Regions from separate parts of the Mus musculus genome. Here regions 1, 2, 3, 4, 5 and 7 are each linked to region 6. The links are chromatin contacts, called in public HiChIP or PLAC-seq maps. All regions are on one chromosome and are shown on one strand. Each heading gives the region's core, a stretch centred on a gene start, on an enhancer-like site or on the middle of the called end of the contact. The rest is flanking DNA. Distances are from core to core; before and after follow the strand shown.

Region 1 (2,700 bases), core at 43-2,542, 330 kb after region 6:
GCCCCAGAGGTGGACATCTAAAGGTCATGCCCTCGCCATGCAAGTCCCCCCTGGCTGGGTTGTGGCCTCAGGTGGCAATCCCAGGCCAGGAGCCACCTGGGTGCATTCGCCTGGCTCCCCGGCTCCACACCCACCCTCCCTCTGGGACTCACCGCCCACCAGGTGTGCACGTTCACAGCTTCCTTCGTGTGTTGGCTACAGGAACTCAGAGGTTGCACACAGGGTTTAAGAATAGCAGCCTTAGCAGCTGTCTTGTCGAAACAGAATGAGAAACTGTGAAGAAGGAGTCTATGAAGCCAGCCACGTCCTGCTTCCTTTGTTTCTGCAGGAAGGCAGTGGTGGGAAAACACCCATCCTTTAGAGCAATGCCTCCCCCCCCCCCTGAAGTATACTGAACTTCTAGAATGGTTCTGGATTGTGGTCATTGCCTTTCTTAGCTTTTTTTCTCTCTCCCCTCCCTTCCTCCCCTCTCCCCCCTCCTCTCCCCTCTCATCCTCTCTTCTCCTCTCCTCTCCTCTGCTAAGGATGATGATCCAGGACTCTGTTGCCCCACAGTTCAGAAGCTGCTGAGTTTTTCGGGTCCCCCACCCTATGGAGGAAGGGGGCCAGTGAATTACTGATGAGGGGCCCTACTCCTATGGCTGAGTTAGAGCAGCCCAGATCTTGATGAAGGCAGCACAGGACACAGGGCAGAACCCTGTAAGGAGCAGGTGGCAAGAAGGGTTAGAGAAAAAGTGGGTGGCCATTTGCCCCACTACCACCACCCCAGGGGCTCCAAAGGGCAAGAGCCAGAGTGAAAGAAATCCAGGGATGTATAGAACCATCAGAGGGTGCAGGGTGTCTACTGGGAATTCACAGTTTCTAGTCACTGGGGGCTCAGGCCATCCCTTAGCCCCTCTTTGAACACAATCCCCAGAAAACTGGGGCAGTGCCATTCTGTCTGGGAGTGCAGAGGCACCAACACCTCCCTCAATGGGCCCCGAACTCCCTCCTCACCCTCAGCCTCTCCCAGAGCCACCCTGGCATAGCAGAGCTGCCTAGGCTGGATCCCATTTGGACCAGAGATCTGTTCATCACGGGCTGAGAGGAAACCGCTTTGTGCCATGAAGGATAAGAAGAACAGTATATTTTTCAGGCTCACAGATATCATTGGCATTTGGGAGAGGAAATGGGGGGAAAAAAGCCAGTTTCAGCGCTGCGTTTGAGAGCCGAGGCGCGTTCATTGGCCAGTGGCAGGCTGTGAGTGAGGCATTTTCTCTTGAAAAAAACGCTGTCTGTGAAGGACGGTTTCCCAGGCCACAGTTCTGCCCACCCAGGAATTTCCGAGTTCTTTAGAGTTAACACTGCAGCGTGAGTGTATGGGGGCAGGGCAACAGGGTAAAGGGAGCGTTGGTGCCGAGAGCATCCTGCCCGTGGCGGCGAAATGAACGTGGCCAGAGAGATTCTTTCTGTGTCCATCGTGCCCAGCAAAAAACCGAGAGCAGAGAGTGGGTAAAGGGAAGAAAAGAATAGGAGAGGAGGGGAGGGGAAACAAGAGAAGAGACACAGGCTTTGAGGTCGTACTGCCGGTGTATTCAGCATAGTAGTCACGTGCTCTTCCTGGACACATTTATGTGGGGACAGGACAAGCCTCTTGGTCTAAAAAAAAAAAAAAGAAGAAGAAGAAAGGCTGTCTCTGCTACTGCATGAATCACTGGAAGGGACCCAGGAAAGCCACCTGTCTCGTGAAGCTCCTGCCCAATGCAAGGCTCTCTTTTTGGGGGGCGGGGGCTGCGGGGGGCAGTGAATAAAGTGCATTTATTTTCTTCCATGCTTTGTTTTTCTGTTTGAAGAAAACCTCCCCCTCAGTGTCATCTGGATGGCGGAGGGGACAGCCCCTAGAAGGTATAGGAGGTGACGGTGTTGGTGCTGAGAGCCATAGAAAGGTTAGGTATCCAATGTGCCTGGCTCCTAGGTACCTCCCGTCCCCAGGGCAGAAGAGTGTAAGAGCTTCATCAGGGTGAAGCAGGAGACAGAGTTTTGCACCCGCAGCTCTCTGCCCTGGGTCAGCACCAGGAGAAAGCCTTCCTTCACAGCTTCCAGCTTGTCCATACTGATGTGTGTATGCCTATGCGCGTGCGTGCGTGCGCGTGCACGTGTACACACACACTCACACACACACACACTGGCTCCCCATAGCTCCCAAGGATGAGAGACGGAAGAAGATGCCATTCAGCAGACTGTAAAGTGTCCAGCAAAGCTGAAGTGGCCTCCTCCGTCTACAGCCTGACAGTTTTACTTGAAATGCCAGAGTACATTTCAGGTGCACTCGGGCACTGCAAATTGAGTCTAGCCTGCTGGTTTTGCCACGCCCTCCCGAAGGTACATACACCTCCAGCATGCTAAGGCAGGAGGTTGAAAGCCATGCCAACCTGACTGTGTGGTGCCAGCCAGCGGGAACTTACCAGAAAAGCAAAGCCCGGAGGGAATTCTGCGGAGTGGTGCTGCCCCCTTCTGGCTGCGCAGGCTGAGCCAGTCAGTGGGTGTACAGAGCCGACTCCAAGGCCCAACTGATAAAATCTCTACAGGAATCCAAAGGGAGTCAGGTTTTCCACTATTTTCCAGTAGTAAAAAAGGAGGATGGAACATTTCATGTTAAAAACCTCTGAGAGGTCTTTCTCGTTTTAAAACATTGTCCTCCAAGGTCAGAATAAGTGACAA
Region 2 (2,700 bases), core at 151-2,650, 280 kb after region 6:
TGCTTAGCATTCTTCCAAGTGGCCAAGATCTCAGTGCTGAGAGCTTGGAGCTGGGGTGGATGCTTACTCCAGGTCAATGGCCAGATCGCTGGGGTTATGTCTGGAGGGTGACCGAGAGTTGAGCCGTAGTTCAGCTGGTGGCTCGGTCAATGTGTCAAGCATCATTACCCAAACTGAAAGAAGGTTAAAGAAACTTCTCTGACAGAGAGGTTAGGAGAATGGACCTTGAGGAAGTTAATGATGAGAGTGTAGACACTCGGATAGAGGCTCTGCCAGGGAGCTCTCCCGTGGTAGCTAGGCTTTTCCCACTCTTCAGACTCAAGCACTGAAGGCCTTGGGGGATTGCTTCTGCAAAGTGTTTAAGGGATACACAGCTGCTGGGTGATAATGTTAATGAGAACCAGTCTGCTCTGAGCGGGCATGAGTAGCTATTGAACATTACGGGCCAAAAGCTGTGCTATGAGCATTATGTGTGTTCTCTCGATAAACTTAGTTTGGCCCTCACCACTCAGGAAAGTGACAGCTATGTGCTGGGAACTGTGATGTGGCTTACATAGTCCACCCAAGGATTGACTCACCGAATGGCAAGGCTGGAGTTTGGACCTGTTTTATTTTTTTTCCTGCCTGCTCTCAATAGTTTGTGTGCTTGACTCCCATAGATAGGAAGGCTGTGGCCAGGGTGGGTATAGTCTAGGACAAAGACTGGCATACTATGGGTGCCTCACTGTTCCTTTAAATACAGCATTATTAGAAGGCAGGCAATTTATGTAACATCCATGGCTACCTTTGTACTGCAACAATAGAATATGCAAAAGCCAGTCCACCAAGTCAAAAGTCCTTCCTATTTGGCCCTAAATAGGACAAGGTAGACTTTCTGATGTGGTGATACATGCCTGTAATCACATCATTTGGGAGGCTAAGACAGGTGGATTAAGCATTTGGGTCCAGCCTGAGCTACATAGCAAGACTCCGTCTCACATAAACAAAACCAAACAAAGCAAAACATAACACACTAACAACAAAACCAAGGAAAGTTTCTGGTCTAAAGAAATCCAAGGTTAAACAAATAAGCAGGTTTCTTCCCTGTATGGCTTCTCAGACCCTTTAAGACATCAACATGAATTACTAAAATCTAGATAAATGTATAGCCACCTTCTGACCTACTAAAAAATAGCTTCCCTTTTTTCTTAAGGCTTATGTAAGACAAGTGAAACATTTTTCAGGAAGTCAAATTTGTAGAGGAAAGGTAATGGGTCAGGGTCAAAGGTAATTGGTATGGCTGACTAGGACCTGATAGGAGCTCCTGGAGCTTTCTGAGGTATCCAGGTAGCGCTGGGCAGTGGTCATTGCTATCTCCAGCCAGAGCTGCTAGCAGGTGCATCCTGGGCAGCTCTCACAGCCCTGGCTTTATTCAGCTGTCTGTTTACAATGGTGTTCAACAACCCTGTCCTTATGTGCTGTGTGTTTCTCGGGTCCAAGAAGAGAAGGGAAAAGCATGACACTAATAGTGAATGTCAGTCTTCATCAGCATCATCCAACATTATGAGAATTGAATTTCCACCTTTCACCGCATACATTAAACCGGGGCTTTATCTCTTCCCGCAGAATTGATTTGCCGTAATTCCCTCCTTTGGCCCTTGTCATGTAAATCGTGGCATTTCTCCCCTACTGGCTGTAGGAGCTCAGATTAGAGGAGAGAATCCAGCAGCCCAGACCTGCAGCTGCTCTGGGCTTTGTCTGTCTGTCTTTCCCTCTCTGTATCTTCTCCTTGGTGCTCACTGTGCGATTGTGCCTTCCGCAGGTGGATTAGGGATGAGAGGGGGCAGAGCAGATGGCCTTCATGGGACTCAGTCATGGGACCTGCAGCAGCTGCAGCCTGGACAGATAACTATTGACAAGCTTGCAGGGGATAGATCTCAGTGCTAGTTTCAATTGGTGGCTCACTGGCCAATCAGATCACTACCACCCTAGTACTCCCCACAGTGCCTGGGGAATCTCTAGCTCCTGGCATCTGTACTAGAGGGACAGGAATTGTTTGTTATCCATTGACTTCTAGAAGAAACAAGGACCTGTAGGGCAGGGGGCTTCTAAACTGTGGATTGAAAACCAGGCCAAAGGCTCTGCAGGAAGGAACAAATTCTTAGAGAGACATCCCTGACACATGATTGTCACTCAGTGAGACCAGGTATGGCCATGATATCACTGTTCTATAAAAGCCCTCAAATAGTATAGTCACCATATAATTGTCTCCTACCAAATACGTGAGCAGGGCTAAGGCATTCTAGAAACAGAAAGACAGGACCCAGTTCACCATAAGTGGGTAGATTTTCTTATCTGTACGAAACTCTCATTTCCCACCAACAGACAGCATTACAGTCATGTGCAGGACGTTAACATAAAGACCGAATTTAGGTGAGATCTCTAGAGCAGACTCGGGACATGACAAATGGTCAATTGCATTCATTCTTCATACATCACCCTTGGCATGGCCTTTGGTAATGCTAACAATGAAGCATCTAGAAAACTCATAGGAGATCTGGCTTAAGAAGGAAATCCTTGATGGGTTTCCATAGGACTGGATACTGACTACGTATACTTGTAATTTTAAATGTATTATCCATGTATGGAGAGACTGTTCGGTATAAGCACTGTGCCCAGAATGATACATTTAATTGTAATCAAATTACATTTTTCCAATAC
Region 3 (2,700 bases), core at 141-2,640, 300 kb after region 6:
CTCCTTCACAGAACAGTCTCAGAGTGTCCTGGGACTTGGGAACATGCAGGATCCTCAGTTCAAGTGGACAGTACAATCCAGACACAGTCACGCAGCGGCCCAGGGAGGCTACAGGTAATGCTATAGCAGACTCTCACAAAGGCCTGCCTCTCCCTCTGCAGTCTCCATACCCACGCCTCACCCTTGCAATAAAGTGAGAACTGGTCCAGAGTGCTCCTGTTTCTTTGATTAAAGGAGTGTGGCCTCCAGAGGCTTCTAATTGGCTGATGAATGATGGAGAGAATGCGGCTTCTTTCTCATGAAGCTGACAGGGTTCATCAGGAAGGGGACATCCACAGTGCTGACGCCAGCTTCTTGCCTTCCTCACAGCTGGGGTGTCCCTAGCTATCCAGGCCCTGTCAGGAACCCCTGAGACCCCCAGCTTCTCACAGTGTATGCCTGGCCTCTGACAGACACTGTCAGCCATTCACAACCACAGCCATTGATTTTAGGCAGAGAATACCTTCTGTTTCCTTAAGGCAGTTTCCCTGAATCGGAGAAAAATTATGAAACATCTGATGAGGGAGTTGTGTGTTGTTGTGGTTTTGTTTTGTTTTTTGAAGACAGGAGAGTGATGATCTGCATGCTACTTCATGATAATCCCCTAATGGTGACAAGATCAGGGTCACAGCTGACCAAGGTGGTGCATGCTTTCAATGCCAGCATCCAAGAGGCTGAGGCAAGAAGAGGACCGCCATGGGTGACACATAATGAGTACCAGGCCAGCCAGAGTAAAAATAGAGATTGGCTGTCTTCTGGCTACTTAACCATATCCATGTAAATGAATTCAACCAACCCACCCCTGGGGTCTCACTGTTTACCGTCCGGGTGTGCATTTATTCTTACTGTCTTTTATGAATGTAACGCTCCTTGCAGAAAGATGTTAGAATGCAGTTTTCGTGAGAAAAACTGAAGCCTGGGAAGGTCAGCCCCTTGTCCACAGGTTTTTGGGCTCCAAAGCCTATTGGACCTGTGTCACTCTGTAGGCTGTCACCCTGAGCTTGAGGTAGAGACAACCTTAAAGTGCTGTCCACTGTCCCCTATGAACTAATACACCCTCTCAAACACAAAGGTAACAGTGGCCAAGTCACACCCAGGCCACAGTCCTCCTTGAGCCCACACACACTTCTGACCAGTGGAAACCACCTCATGCCTGCCCTCCAGTGCTTTCAGACATCCTCCTTTCTCACACGGGCTCAGGCTGTTCCCGCTACCAGGAAGGAAGCAGCCTCCTGTGATGTGAGAGCCACGCATGGGGTCTGAGTCAGGCTCACACGGATCTGTATCTGAGCTCTGCCCTTCCTCACCTCTTGAACTGCTAAAGTTCCCTTCCCCAGAAAATGGAGACATGCCAGGACCTTGTTGCTTGATGAGTCAGAACTCTGGCCCTGCCCTGTCTCCACCTGAAACCAGTCTTCTCTGACTCAGTGGTTAACACATCCACCACACTTGGAGCCACCTCCCATGTCCCTTCCTCTCAAGACCCGTAAGGGCGAAGGCCCCACACTGACCTAATGCTAGATTGTATGTTTGGCAAAGCTTAGACACGGTCTATGGAACAATTTTTCTTCAGGGCTCCAATCCTCACCTGCTTCCTCCTGTAGCATCCTAACTCTCTGCATCCATGTCTCCCTGCTTCATTCTCAGCCTACCATATTCACCTCCCTGGGCCCTGCAGCAGTCTATGTTCTCTCTGTCTGGATCCCTCTGCCATACCACTATGTTCTGATCTTCTCCTGGAGAGCTTCTACACTTCATATAGTTTAACATGTAACTCAGGCCTCCTGTGCTCCCTAAGAAAGTTTGTAGACACCCCAGGCCGACCAGATCCCTACCTCCATGTTTGCATAGTCTCAAGACTGCCTTCTTGCCCAGACCCCACCACATAGTACTTACTGTCTTTGCCTACCTATCTACCTCTCCTGTTTGGCTGTGACCCCAAGGACTGGGCCACCTCTAAGTGGAGACTTTCTTGGCTCTTTGGAGCATCTGCCCATTAGGACAAGCACCTTCTGTGAACAGGGTGTGTGTTGGCTACTGTTACCTATGTGGTCCAGACAGTGTGTTAGTTTGTAAGGGGACAACGCTTCAAGGCTGTGTCTACATTTATATGTACATTTTCTGCTTCAAGTTCAAACCTTGTTCATCAGCACAGCAATTAAAGGCAGCGCCAAATGACAGATGGCCCGGCACTGAGCCTGAACCTTGGCTCCACAGCAGGCCTGGAGTAGGGCAGACATGTCTGGCATGGTAGATGCTTTCATTGATCTAGAGTCCATCTCTAAGGGTGCTGCTGTGGAGCCAGCAGGATGACATCAGTGCCAGCAGTGGGGGTTGGGCCTAAAAGGGCCCATGTCACAGTCCCCTAGGATGACTGGGCAAAGTAGACCATCTCTATTCTAATATGGAGACTTTTTGTTTTATGTTGTGTTATAATAGTTAATTTAATTTTATCTGAAATTTATGGTAGGAGGTTCCAGAATCCTACCTTCCAAGTTTCTTCAACATTAAGAATACCCCCACCCTCAGACAACAGCATCCTGACAGTTCCACAGACAGTTCTGGATTTTCATAGTTATTACTCAAAATCGTCATGTCTAGGTTCTTGGGCATCATTTAGCAGGCAATTAAGATATTAGTGTCTGGCATTATGTAAGAACA
Region 4 (2,700 bases), core at 9-2,508, 460 kb after region 6:
TGACCTCAACCTGGGATCCTCCTGCCTCAGCCTCTAAAGTAGCAGAAATTACAAGCTTACACCCCCATTCCTGGCCACATTAGAGTTTTGCCAGGTAAGTTTGAGAATGATATAGCCCATATCATTAGGATGAGTGAAATTCAACCCTATGGATGTTACAACTTCAGGCTATAGGATAGGAAGAAAGTGACAACATCTGTCCTAGACACAGAAAAGTGGCTTAAAGAGATGACAGTGGGACATACTCCGGTGGGTTCATTAATAATAAAGACAGATTTTTTTTTTCTGGTCCCCTACACTGCCAGACACTATCTCATTTAGCTGGGCAGTGCTTTTAGGGAAAAGTACTCAAACCTCCACTTGACTTGCATGAGACACAGTGTTAGGTCTATAAAGATGGAGGAACTTCCCAATTCAAATCCAAACTGATCTCTAAGGTGGGTGTCCTTGAAGATCAGCCCCATGCACCCTGTCTGCACTTTCTATTTTCCCTTCAGTCCTCAGACCCTGAGTCAGAGAGAGAAAGGAAGGCCTTCATGAAACCATGAAACCAGGGCAGGTTTAGCCTCAGCCTGCCCGGGTCACCAAGCCACTCTAATTACAGTCTGTGGTAGGTGGCAAGGAGGAGCTGTCTTGGGGCGCGAAGCTTCCCCGGCCATTGTATCAGCCTATAAATATTTCAAATACTTAAGTGCAACGTGCAACCTTTGAATGTCGCAGAGGAAGCTGTTGGGACGCCCCTGAGCCCACCCGGAAAGAAGAAATGGCTGGAGTGTCCTTCAGGCGGGGGACAAGGAGACCCGCCCAGTCATTCCCAATGGAGGTGCAGAGAGGTTGGGGCGTGCCTCCGGAACCCGCAAACCGTTGAGATGACCCGAGCGATTTGAAAAAGAGAAACTGATTTCCCCAACACATGCCTGGGGGTGGAAGGAGGCGGGAATCTACAACCCAACGGCGTTTTCAAAGGCGGCTCCGGGGACGCAGGGGTGGCGGCCCGCGGGGAGGCGCGCGCCGGGGCCGTGCCGCAGAGCGGCCACCAGCTCGCTTTGTACTTGCGGCCAAGCGCGGCCCCAGAGTTTCGGCGGCGGCCCCGCGGAGTTGAGGCCACGCCCCCTTGCAGTGCGAGTCGCGACCGCGGATTGGTCCGCGGCTAACCAATAGGCGCGCGGGAACGGCCCGGGCTGTCAGCGCGCGCCGCAGCCGGTCCTCCCCTGCGTCCAGCCCTGCAGCCCGCGCTGCCTTCCCCCGAGCTCAGCTTAGCGCAGCGCTGCCAGCCTGGCCAGCTGCGCGTCCTGGTGCCCGCGCTCTGTCACCACCGCCGTGCTGCGCTGGAGCGCACGGAGCATGGCCAGAGCCGCAGAAGCTCAGGTGCTTGGTGTTCGAGGGGCTTGTGAGCATCGGTGATCGGCTGTCACGCCCAGACAGACCTGTCTGCGGAGATCGCCCAGAGTCTGCCTAGGCGCGGGTGACCCTGTGGCGCGTTTGCTGGGTGACAGCCGCTTCGCGGTTGATACGTCTTGGGCTCCGTGCGTCCTCCGTCTCCCCATCCTCTGCTCTTTTGCTCCAAGGTTCACACCCGCAGGCTCCAGAGCGCGACGTGTGCGTCCCCGTAGCCGGTGTCTCTTCCTAAGGAGCCTTCTCACTTCGGAGACGCAATGACAAGTTAATATGGGCGTCCACGCCTCGGTTTCCCAGGAGAAGAATTGCCAGAGGCAGCGGTCCCCGAGAACCCAGAGCTTCTGAACAGGCCTCCCGCTGCGACATCCGCGCAGGTGGGACCTGCTGAGGGCAGTGACTAGCCCGCCACCCGGCAGGCGCACTCGCAGGATTTCCCCAGTTCCCCGACCCGGGGATTCTGTTTTTTGGGTTTTTTTTTTTTTTTCTTCCACTGTTGGTGGGCGCCTCGCGGGCCGAGGCCCGGCGCCTACTCGGCTGCCCGCGCTGCCTTTAGCGGTCGCCTCCGCCGCCGCTGCCAGGGACGTGCTGGGAAAGCCAAAGCCCCGGGAGAAGATGCCGGCCATCCTGGTAGCCTCCAAAATGAAATCGGGACTGCCCAAACCCGTGCACAGCGCCGCGCCCATCCTGCACGTGCCCCCGGCCCGGACTGGTCCTCAGCCCTGCTATCTTAAGTTGGGAAGCAAGGTGGAGGTGAGCAAGACGGCCTACACTAGCCAAATCCCCCTGAAATCGCAGGGGCTGCAGGAGCCGACGGGGGAGGGGCTCCCGTTGCTGAAGAGCAGCTCTCTGGAGAACGGGTTCGATACCCAGGTGAGCAGTGCTATGTGCTGGGGCACTATTACAGGGTGGGAGTGATGGATGATCCTTCATGAGGGAGGAGGACGGTTGCCTTGAGGAGAGGCTACCATAATGTGATTGGAGAGAGGAAGCATACCCCTTATGCTGCCAGATTGGAAGGATACATTGGTCAGTGGGTGTGGCCAGGAGGGGTTTAGCTGGCCAGGGTGCCAGAGGCTCTCCCGGGGAGCTCTGCAAAGCTAAGGCGTGCTGGCAGCCAGCTGCTTCTATGGGGCTGGAGCAGGTGTAGGGGTGCTTTCAAAAAAATGCATGCTGACATTGGAAATGTTAAGGGCCATCAGTGCCGAGCGCTTGGCCCCAAGAGGATGGGTATCTGCTGTTGTGATGTGTGTCTATACTCAGGTTGTAACCCCAAGGAGTGGCCTGGTGCCTTGATGGGTTGGG
Region 5 (2,700 bases), core at 78-2,577, 480 kb after region 6:
TTATTTATTTGTTAATAAATAAATCTTTTTTTAAAAGGCTTAAATAAAAATTTGGGTGCTTTGAACACAAAACTCTGTGTATGAAAGCTTCTCTTTTGGAAGAGACCGCTTCCTGGGAGGAACCACTGCCACAGACTCTCAGAGATCAGTTCCTCCTGGGCCCCTCAGCTGCTCTGGGGAGATGCTCCGAGTCTCGGTCTCTCTCGGCTCTCTATGTGAAGTAGGTTTTCTGTTCACTGTGGCACTGCCTGGCCCAGGCAGAGGCCTCTGCATTCGTCTGAGGATCTACCCAGAGCGCATCAGCTTTGTCCCGGCTGGATTTTCAGGGTTTTTAGATGTGGATCTTAAATGTGGGCAACAGATGTGGGAGATGAAAGATAACTCCATCTGCTCTGCTTCCCGGGTAATATGGAGACCAGAAGCGGATGACAGCTTTTCCTAACTGGGAACTTGGGGGTAGGGGGGTGGGGAGCGCTTCGACAGTGGCAACCACAGCTAACATAGATTTCCCCAAATCTGGATCCTAATCCCAGACTCGGAGGGTGAAGTTGGCAGAGGGACAGGTTTGCTAGGGCAGCCTCAAGGGGACCTGTGAGGAGAGAGCTCGGCCCCTATACTGGAAGTCCCAGGGACACACCAGCCTGTGGCCACTCTCTGAAGAGCTTTTAACGGCAGCAGAGATGACAGGAAAATGCTTCTACCCCTCAGATGATTGGAATCTCTGCTAGGTTTACCCCAGTCTTGTTGGCTGTCCACTAGAGACCAGGGCCACCCCCAGGACCTTGCTAGCTTCGGTTCTGCCCCCTGGGGCCCCTCCTAGGATGTAGCTTTTGGGATAAGGGTGATGGCTAAGAGCCCTCTTCATTTATTTACACCCAAATGGTGAGAGAACATTGAAAAAAAAGAGTTAGGTGCTCAAGTTCACATAGCTAGGAAAGAACACTAAGGAGACTCACGCCTCCCACCACCACCACCATTGCTGCTTTGGAAGCCATGATGAGCCCCCTGCGCTGCTCAAATGCAGAAGGTGGGTCTTCCTCCATCAGTAACCTTGGCAACCTCCTTTCAGCCCCAGTTGCCTTATCTATACTATAGGATGTTGATAGCATATAACCTTATTGCAAGAATTGACATAGGATCTGGCTACTGCACAGTAAAGGGCCACTTTAGGGACAGAAGTCGTTTCACCATGGTTATTTCCCAGTTTTGGGACAACCAGGATGTGACTGAGGCTGTCCACAAGGACTTCTAGGAGCCCCACAGCCCTGTGTGACCTGGCAATCACATGATTGCCAGGCAATCTCATGGCTCCTGACTCTGCCTGGTGCATTCCAGGGATGCTACTAATACAGATGGCCCCCTCTTCCTTATCCTGGCCATCTTAGCCCTGCCCATCTCTAGGTAGCAGGAACAGATACTTTTGATACCGCTGTCCCAGACAGGAGAGCATTCTAGAAGCTAGCTGATCCTGCCTGAGCAATCCACACCTAGACTAGAAGCTGCAGTTTGGCTGGGCGGTGGTGGCAGAGGCAGGCGGATTTCTAAGTTTGAGGCCAGCCTGGTTTACAAAGTGAGTAACAGGACAGCCAGGGCTACACAGAGAAACCCTGTCTCGAAAAAAACCAAAAAAAAAAAAAGAAGAAGAAGAAGAAGAAGAAGAAGAAGAAGAAGAAGAAGAAGAAGAAGAAGAAGAAGAAGAAGAAGAAGAAGAAGAAGAAGAAGAAGAAGAAGAAGCAGCAGCAGCTGCAGTTTGAGTGGTACCTGGAGGGACTTCCTTGCACTCAGAAGACTGAGATGGGACAAGGGAAATGGAGGCTATCCTGGGCTACACAACAAGTTCCAGGACAGCCTGAGCTATAGTGAGGCCCCGTCTCTAAATAGAGAGAAGAGATGCAGCAGCAAGCAGCTCCAAAATGCAGAACCGGATAAGAAGGCAGACAGGCAGACAGGCTTGCCCTCCAGTTGCCTTGGCAGCTGTCCTAGAATGCTGTGGCTGCTATCGCCACCTGGTGGGCTCTTCCAGAAACACATGCACGGAGCCTTCTTTCATTAAAGCCAGTAAAGCTTGGATTTCGGAATGCTGGGAATTGAAAATCCAATTAGACTGTCTCATAGTTAAAGGGCAACACTGGGATCAGAGGGCTGAAGTTGTAGTCAGAGGTAGGGTGCTTGCTTAGTGTGTGTGGGGCCATCGGGTGCATCCTCAGTACCAAGTCCAGAGAATGAAGGGGTCAGGGGATGAGACCAAAGGGGAAAACAAGGTGCAGCAGGAAACATGCCTTGAGCAGAGTCACGTGACTTTTCTTCACCATCTCCGCCCAATTTTCAATATTAAATAAGTAACTGGGCCTCTGTATAAAGCCACTCTCCACGTGAGGCACCTGTGAAGGGCTTTGCAAGCTGCCAATGATAGCTCTGCTGTTGGGAGATGATGCCCGTCAGAGCTGCTGAAGTCAATGAGGTCAGTGCTTCCGGCAGTGAGAGTCAGGCTCTGTTCTGGAGGTCCCCACCACCCGAGCCCAGCAGGGAGGCTCGCACAGGAGTGGCAGTGGCTCCTCCCTCTGCTGCCCAGCATGCCTTTAGGAAAGCCAGGCACACGAGGCTTCACTCTGACTCTCTCCTCAGTCCCTCTAGCTTGCTCATTAAGGACCACCGCAGGTAGAGACTGTGCTGTGCCTGCATCCATCATTTCTAGGAATT
Region 6 (2,700 bases), core at 171-2,670:
CAAACCACCTGCCTTTCCTCTTGCTCTGGAGGAAGTCACTTGCCCATCCTTCGATTTGTCACTCAGTTTGCTCTGCGTAGCATCATAAAAGTTGATGACACATTCGTACATCCACCCATCTAGTCACTGTAATTATGGTAAATAGTTTCTAGGTCTCGGTGCTGTTCTGGGCACTGGGAGTTCCTAGACAAACACAGTGTTTCCCATCTTCAGTGGGTGTAGGCTTTATGGGTAATCTATGGTGTGCCCAATAAGTAGGGCCACTGACCATAATAATACACTTATAATTTTACTGTTTCAGGGTAATATTTTTTCATGGGTAACCCAGCACTTTATTTCCAGACACTTATTTCATGGTTTCATAGAGTCACAATATTAATTCTGACTTAGCCTCTAAGGATCTAACCAAGCTGGGCTTGGTAACAGACACATCAAGGAATTATCACAAAGAACGGAGTTGAGTCCAGGCTCAGGAAAGCCCTATTGTTTTCTGGACACTGAGGTAGGAGAGAGCTCCCCACTGGTAAGAACCAAGAGTATTCTTGTTTCATAGCCCACCAATGTGTGCAAGACTTATATGCCCTCTCCTCCATGCAGTCTACCAAAAGGGACTGGAGAGGCTTATTCAGTTATATCTCCACCCTCCCTGTGGAACTCTCATATTTTCTGCTTTCTTTTTTGTTAAAACGTATTTTTGTTTCATTTATTAATTTACTTGTGTGTGGAGGTGGCATGGTGAACGAGCTGTGTGTGTGTGTGTGTGTGTGTGTGTGTGTGTGTGTGTGTGTGTGTGTAAGAATCAGTGGAAAGCATCAAGACTTTTCCCTTCCCACCATGATCCAGGAGAACAAACTCAGGTCGTAACACTTGTTGGCAAGTGCCTTTACCACCGCTCACATCTTCTGCTTTCTATGAGGAACCAGGCCCTGATGCTAAAAGTATCTTGCTCAAGAGCACATGACTGAAGAGCAGCAGTTAGGAACTCCCAATGCCTAGAACAGCTAACATCTGTGAGGTTGTCCATGAGGCAGGATGCTCTTCATCTGCCAAAACCCCTGCTGTGGGACTGTAAATACTTTTCCTCAGTTAATTTTCCAAACGCTTACATGAAGTTTGTTCTTGACTCACAGTTGAGAAGATTGAGGTGAGGGAGAGAACTCCACAAGGACAGCTAGCTTTGGGGTAGCCCACTCGGGGACGTTGGAATAACAACAGCCTGAACCTGCACCTGTAGAGCCTTCTGAGTGGGAACCCTAAGTGGTGCCAAGGGTGGGGCTGAAGGAAAGAACATAGCGGGGGCGGGGCAGGGGGCGGGGATGACCGGCAGTTCTCTAGAGGTGAGAAAGTCCCGCCCCCGTGAGAGAGAGATCGGGGATTGGCTTCTCGTGGCGGATTGACAGCCCTAGGATGCGCGCAGTTAGGAGGGCGGAGCGCGAGCCGGAAGTGGGCGAGAGGCGGCTGAGGCGTGCTTGGAGAGCCGCGGCCGCCACTTTGCGCTGGAGCCGCGGCCGAGCGGGCGCGGGTCGTGATGGAGGGCCCGGGCCTGGGCTCGCAGGTGAGCGCGGCTGGACGTGGGCGGCGGTGGGGACGTAAGCCGCGGCCAGGTGAGGCGGTTCCGCGAGGACAGCAGGATCTGGGCCTTGGCCACACTAAGAAAGATGCTGCTTGTCCTTTGCGGTGGCCGCAGAGCGAGGCCGGGCCCTCCTGTCGCCTCCATTCGGCGGCTGGGCGTCACGCACCGGTGCCTAAGTCGGCTGGAACCTGTAAGGTGTCAGGTGACACACCTCAGATAGCACAGCCAGCCTTAGACCTTAGCCTGGAGTCTGAGAGATTCTGTTGAGAAATTATCAGCCCTAGCGCCTAGGCTGCCGCCTTCTCTCCACCTTGTCTTAGCTCTTGTTGCTACCCACATCCTTCCTACTCCTTGAAAGCATCAAGGCTGTGGAGGCAGGAGGAAGGGCGCTCCGTGGTACCATCTGCAAAATCCCCAAGGATTCTATTCTGAGAAGGGCTAGATTAGTCCCAGAGGACAGAGGAGGCCAAAGGGGAAGCTATAAAAGCCAAGAGAACTAAGAATTTGTCCCTTTTGATTGTGACTACTCTAAAGACTTATAACTGGCATTGAATAGATTACAACTTAATATTTTCAGGCTTCTTCAATCCTAGCAAATGTTTAGCGTGTGCTACATGCATTTATGTGCACCTTTTTATCCCAGCTTCAAAGTTTTTAAGCAAAAGAAATCCCCATCTACAGGAGAGTAAACTGACACAGTCTCTAATTCAAGTTATGCTAGAAGTAGATTGATTTTTTTTTTTCAAGCAGTTTGAGGTTGTCACATTGCTTGGACTCTTTAAAAAAAAAAAAATTCCCCAATCCCAAGAGTGTTCTTCATAGCTCTCTATTTTTCTTCTTCAACCAGTTTGGTGTAGGTTTAAGTGGAAAATAACATGCTGAGGTGTTTTTATTGGGAGTTCTTGCATTTTAAAAGAAATGAAAAATGATGTGCAGGGAGCCTGAATTACTATGAAAGAACATAGACTCTTTACATGAAACAGTCTCTCATTATTTTTCTCAGGCTCAAACGTCAGTAAGAGTAGGCCTCATTTCTTAATTACTGTCACTCATTAATAAAAGCCTGTGAGAGCTTAGCTTTACTCCTCCATGCTAAGAGGGAAATAACCCAGCTCAGGTTCCATGAC
Region 7 (2,700 bases), core at 17-2,516, 350 kb after region 6:
GTGCCTGCTTCTGAAGAGAAGCCATTTCAATAACTGATGCTCAGAAAAAGGATCATCTATGTACAGAGAAAGAAACAAGACCCCATTCTTTAATCATACAAATCTCAAAATGGTCAAAGGTTTAAATATAGGCTTTCAAGCTATGAAACTCCTATACAGATTCAGAGCAGAAATGCTTTAAGATATGTATCTTGACAGTAATTTGGGGACATGGTGCCCTTAGTGCAGGTAACAAAAACAAAAGCAGATGGGTGGATTCTGTCAAACTAGAAGGCTTCTCCCCAGCAAAGGAACCAATCACCAGGCTGGAAAGGGAAGAGGAGGAGGCGTTTGTGAACTAAGTGTCTGGTAAGGGGTTAATACCCAGGGTTTATGTGGCTCTTAAAGAACTCAGCAGCCAAAAAAAATAATAATCTGATTAAAAATGAGAGAATGACCTAAATAGATATTTCTCCAAAGAGGATATACAAGTGGCCAGGAGAAAGAAAGAAAGAAAGAAAGAAAGAAAGAGAGAGAGAGAGAGAGAGAGAGAGAGAGAGAGAGAGAGAGAGAGAGAGAGAGAGAGAGAGAGAAGGAAAGAAAGAAAGAAAGAAAGAAAGAAAGAAAGAAAGAAAGAAAGAAAGAAAGAAAGAAAGAGAAAAATCATGCTCAAAATCACTCATCAAATGCAAATCAAAACCACAGGAAAACTGTTCTAGCTCCAGCAAGGATAGGTATTGTCAAAGAGGAAGAGAGCAGCACTCCTGGCATGTTGGCATGTTGGCATGGGTATAGGGAGAATGGGAGACGTTTTCATATAGGGTGTGGACTGCACGTGTAAATGAGAACAAACACTATGGCACAGAGTGTGGCATCCCCCAAGAAGCTAGACACACAGCAGCTGTATGCCCAAGCTATCCTGCTGGTGGGAGTAGCCAAGAAATGGAACCTGTGTGTAGAGAAGACAGTTAAACTTGAGAGCTGACTGAGGCATGTCATACTTAGCCTTGTGTAGGCCCAACCTAGTCTCCATTAGATGGCTAAGAAAGTGGTATCTATAAACAAGAAACAGTATCCAGGCATTAAAATGACTGACATGCTATCATCTCCAGTAACACAGATGAATCCGAAGGATGTGTAAAGTAAAACAAGACAGGTCCAGGAAGCCATAAACCCCATGTGGACTCAAAACCATTGGCCTCAGAGAAGCAGACAACAGGATAGTAGTGACTGGAACCTAGAGAAGCTACTAGGAAGAGACAGGGGTAAGACTGGGTGTTCAGGATGCAGCTGGAGAGGAAGTGAATCTTAATGTTCTGTTGCAGAGAAATGGCATTGATCTGAAGTAACAGGTACCTTTGGGGCTCACTGCAGTGTGTGTGTGTGTGTGTGTGTGTGTGTGTGTGTGTGTGTTTGTATGTGTGTGTGTGTGTGTGTGTGTGTGTGTGTGTGTGTGTGTATTCCCGCTGCATCTCATACATGCACAAATCACCACGTGCTTGCTTTAGTTCTTTACTGATCTGGTGGTGCAGTGCAGGGGATGGGACCCAGGGCTCTATGGACATCAGGCAAGCTGGCAGCATGCAGCTACTCAGTGCTTTGCTTTTGGAAAACTACGTATTACCTGGAGCCAGCAAGATGACTTAGGAGGTAAAAATGCCCATGACCAAACCTGATGACCTGAGTTCAGTATCCAGAACCCGCACAGTGGATGGAGCGAAATCTATGTTATCCTCAGATCCACATGCACCCTGTAGCGTGCACACATGTATGCACACACAAATCAGAAAAATAGAATTATTTTAAACACTAATAAAAACATGTGTTCATTGGAAATAGAAGTGAATGTTTTAAAAGTCCTGGCCCTCAGTTTGTAGCTGGGGGGTGGGGGTAGTGACTATGTGGTTCCCTTCTTCAGAAGACCGCAGAAAGATTCAGAGTAAAACACAGTGCACAGACCTCTATGATCAAACGTGGACACAGTCATAACCCAGAATCCAGCAGTGAACTATGAAATGTGACAAAAAAAAAGCAAGAGTGACAACATGTTTGAAAAGTAGACACATTGGGTTTTAACAACAATTAACATATTTGAACCCCAAAAGGGATGCCCACCAAAGAAGATGCTTGCAAACCCCATATATGATAAAGGTCTAGTGCCCTCAATATATAAAGAGCTTCAGTCTATAAATAGCACAGTGACCAACAAGTCGAATGAAAATAAACCAATCAGACAGTGGTCAGTATATTTTTATTAGACAGTCTGCTAATATTCAAAATGATCCATTAAATGCTAATCAGAACCACAGGAGAAATGGTCTAGCCCCAGGGCCAGTGGGTGATGCCATAAAGGAAGAGAAAAATAATGCTGAATGCTGGCATGCTGGCACAGGGGGCAGAGGGGAGAGGAGAGAAATAGAAGGAATTGCATTTCTGAAGTAGAAATATAAATTGCCAAGGATCATGTGCAGTAAGGAATTTTCTCATCAGTCAGCTGAGAAAAACAAGTCCAAACCATTCAGAGAAGCTACTTTACACGCACTGAGAGGTTGTAGCTTTCTAAACTGAAAATAACAAGTGAGGATTCAGAGGAATATGAGCCTTCATACAATGCTGGTGGGGATGTAAAGGGGTACAGTGGCCATGGAAAAGCCTGAGGGTTCCTCAAAAAATTCAACACAGAATCACAATATTGTCTAGCAACTCAATCTTAGCCATACA

The links. HiChIP or PLAC-seq counts read pairs in DNA pulled down with a chosen protein or histone mark.
Region 1: an H3K4me3 HiChIP or PLAC-seq map of forebrain shows a contact between it and region 6, with 7 times the contacts expected there. The contact joins the enhancer-like site here to the promoter of Zdhhc13 in region 6. A contact is called at or near these places in 14 of 39 promoter capture datasets (the 3T3-L1 cell line, 3T3-L1-derived adipocytes, the HPC-7 cell line and 8 more), 2 of 15 datasets of contacts at CTCF or cohesin (large pre-B cells and pro-B cells), 19 of 484 Hi-C or Micro-C datasets (B cells, the G1E-ER4 cell line, Sertoli cells and 14 more), 21 of 115 datasets of contacts at active chromatin or transcription factors (T-cell acute lymphoblastic leukemia, bone marrow-derived macrophages, embryonic basal ganglia and 12 more) and 4 of 9 other capture datasets (adipose tissue, embryonic stem cells, liver and 1 more).
Region 2: a contact with region 6 is called in an H3K4me3 HiChIP or PLAC-seq map of bone marrow-derived macrophages, with 2.9 times the contacts expected there. The contact joins the enhancer-like site here to the promoter of Zdhhc13 in region 6. A contact is called at or near these places in 3 of 39 promoter capture datasets (embryonic stem cells, hematopoietic stem and progenitor cells and liver), 4 of 115 datasets of contacts at active chromatin or transcription factors (bone marrow-derived macrophages, embryonic limb bud, epiblast stem cells and 1 more) and 1 of 9 other capture datasets (embryonic stem cells).
Region 3: an HNF4G HiChIP or PLAC-seq map of pancreatic cancer cells shows a contact between it and region 6. The contact joins the enhancer-like site here to the promoter of Zdhhc13 in region 6. A contact is called at or near these places in 4 of 39 promoter capture datasets (cranial neural crest, embryonic stem cells and frontonasal cranial neural crest), 11 of 115 datasets of contacts at active chromatin or transcription factors (bone marrow-derived macrophages, embryonic basal ganglia, embryonic forebrain and 7 more) and 2 of 9 other capture datasets (embryonic stem cells and pancreatic islet).
Region 4: a contact with region 6 is called in a FOXA1 HiChIP or PLAC-seq map of pancreatic cancer cells. The contact joins the promoter of Nav2 here to the promoter of Zdhhc13 in region 6. A contact is called at or near these places in 6 of 39 promoter capture datasets (cranial neural crest, hippocampal neurons, liver and 2 more), 8 of 484 Hi-C or Micro-C datasets (cerebral cortex, cortical neurons, embryonic stem cells and 3 more), 12 of 115 datasets of contacts at active chromatin or transcription factors (the SCID.adh cell line, T-cell acute lymphoblastic leukemia, astrocytes and 6 more) and 4 of 9 other capture datasets (adipose tissue, bone marrow-derived macrophages, embryonic stem cells and 1 more).
Region 5: a contact with region 6 is called in an H3K4me3 HiChIP or PLAC-seq map of bone marrow-derived macrophages, with 2.8 times the contacts expected there. The contact joins the enhancer-like site here to the promoter of Zdhhc13 in region 6. A contact is called at or near these places in 8 of 39 promoter capture datasets (the 3T3-L1 cell line, 3T3-L1-derived adipocytes, the C10 cell line and 4 more), 1 of 484 Hi-C or Micro-C datasets (B cells), 6 of 115 datasets of contacts at active chromatin or transcription factors (bone marrow-derived macrophages, embryonic basal ganglia, embryonic stem cells and 2 more) and 1 of 9 other capture datasets (pancreatic islet).
Region 7: an H3K27ac HiChIP or PLAC-seq map of microglia shows a contact between it and region 6, with 5 times the contacts expected there. The contact joins the enhancer-like site here to the promoter of Zdhhc13 in region 6. A contact is called at or near these places in 6 of 39 promoter capture datasets (embryonic stem cells, hematopoietic stem and progenitor cells, liver and 3 more) and 5 of 115 datasets of contacts at active chromatin or transcription factors (embryonic forebrain, embryonic hindbrain, embryonic stem cells and 1 more).

Annotation. Positions count from the first base shown.
Region 1 is chr7:49,119,004-49,121,703 of GRCm38.p6, forward strand. It overlaps a transcript of Nav2 not described here. Among named protein-coding and RNA genes, the nearest start is that of 9130015G15Rik, 42 kb to the right of the region's middle. Within about 2 kb of position 1,293, at least 48 of the 459 cell types and tissues checked have an H3K27ac peak or open chromatin away from gene starts, as enhancers often do. A contact at or near this core is called in the G1E-ER4 cell line, cerebellar granule neurons, cerebellum and 7 more, where this site is marked.
Region 2 is chr7:49,069,596-49,072,295 of GRCm38.p6, forward strand. Gm32849 (a long non-coding RNA gene) reads left to right here. Exons shown (of 2, transcript XR_391458.3): 1 at 1-2,700. It also overlaps a transcript of Nav2 not described here. Among named protein-coding and RNA genes, the nearest start is that of Gm32849, 30 kb to the left of the region's middle. Within about 2 kb of position 1,401, at least 40 of the 459 cell types and tissues checked have an H3K27ac peak or open chromatin away from gene starts, as enhancers often do. A contact at or near this core is called in bone marrow-derived macrophages and epiblast stem cells, where this site is marked.
Region 3 is chr7:49,092,456-49,095,155 of GRCm38.p6, forward strand. It overlaps Gm32849 (a long non-coding RNA gene), which reads left to right. Exons shown (of 2, transcript XR_391458.3): 2 at 1-2,700. It also overlaps a transcript of Nav2 not described here. Among named protein-coding and RNA genes, the nearest start is that of Gm32849, 53 kb to the left of the region's middle. Within about 2 kb of position 1,391, at least 69 of the 459 cell types and tissues checked have an H3K27ac peak or open chromatin away from gene starts, as enhancers often do. A contact at or near this core is called in pancreatic cancer cells, where this site is marked.
Region 4 is chr7:49,244,931-49,247,630 of GRCm38.p6, forward strand. Nav2 (neuron navigator 2) reads left to right here and starts at 1,259. Exons shown (of 39, transcript NM_175272.3): 1 at 1,259-2,268. The coding sequence starts at 2,011.
Region 5 is chr7:49,270,679-49,273,378 of GRCm38.p6, forward strand. The region is part of intron 1 of Nav2 (neuron navigator 2); the gene reads left to right. Among named protein-coding and RNA genes, the nearest start is that of Nav2, 26 kb to the left of the region's middle. Within about 2 kb of position 1,328, at least 31 of the 459 cell types and tissues checked have an H3K27ac peak or open chromatin away from gene starts, as enhancers often do. A contact at or near this core is called in bone marrow-derived macrophages, where this site is marked.
Region 6 is chr7:48,787,583-48,790,282 of GRCm38.p6, forward strand. Zdhhc13 (zinc finger, DHHC domain containing 13) reads left to right here and starts at 1,421. Exons shown (of 17, transcript NM_028031.3): 1 at 1,421-1,555. The coding sequence starts at 1,529.
Region 7 is chr7:49,138,700-49,141,399 of GRCm38.p6, forward strand. All of the region lies in intron 3 of 9130015G15Rik (RIKEN cDNA 9130015G15 gene), which reads right to left. It also overlaps a transcript of Nav2 not described here. Among named protein-coding and RNA genes, the nearest start is that of 9130015G15Rik, 22 kb to the right of the region's middle. Within about 2 kb of position 1,267, at least 8 of the 459 cell types and tissues checked have an H3K27ac peak or open chromatin away from gene starts, as enhancers often do. A contact at or near this core is called in microglia, where this site is marked.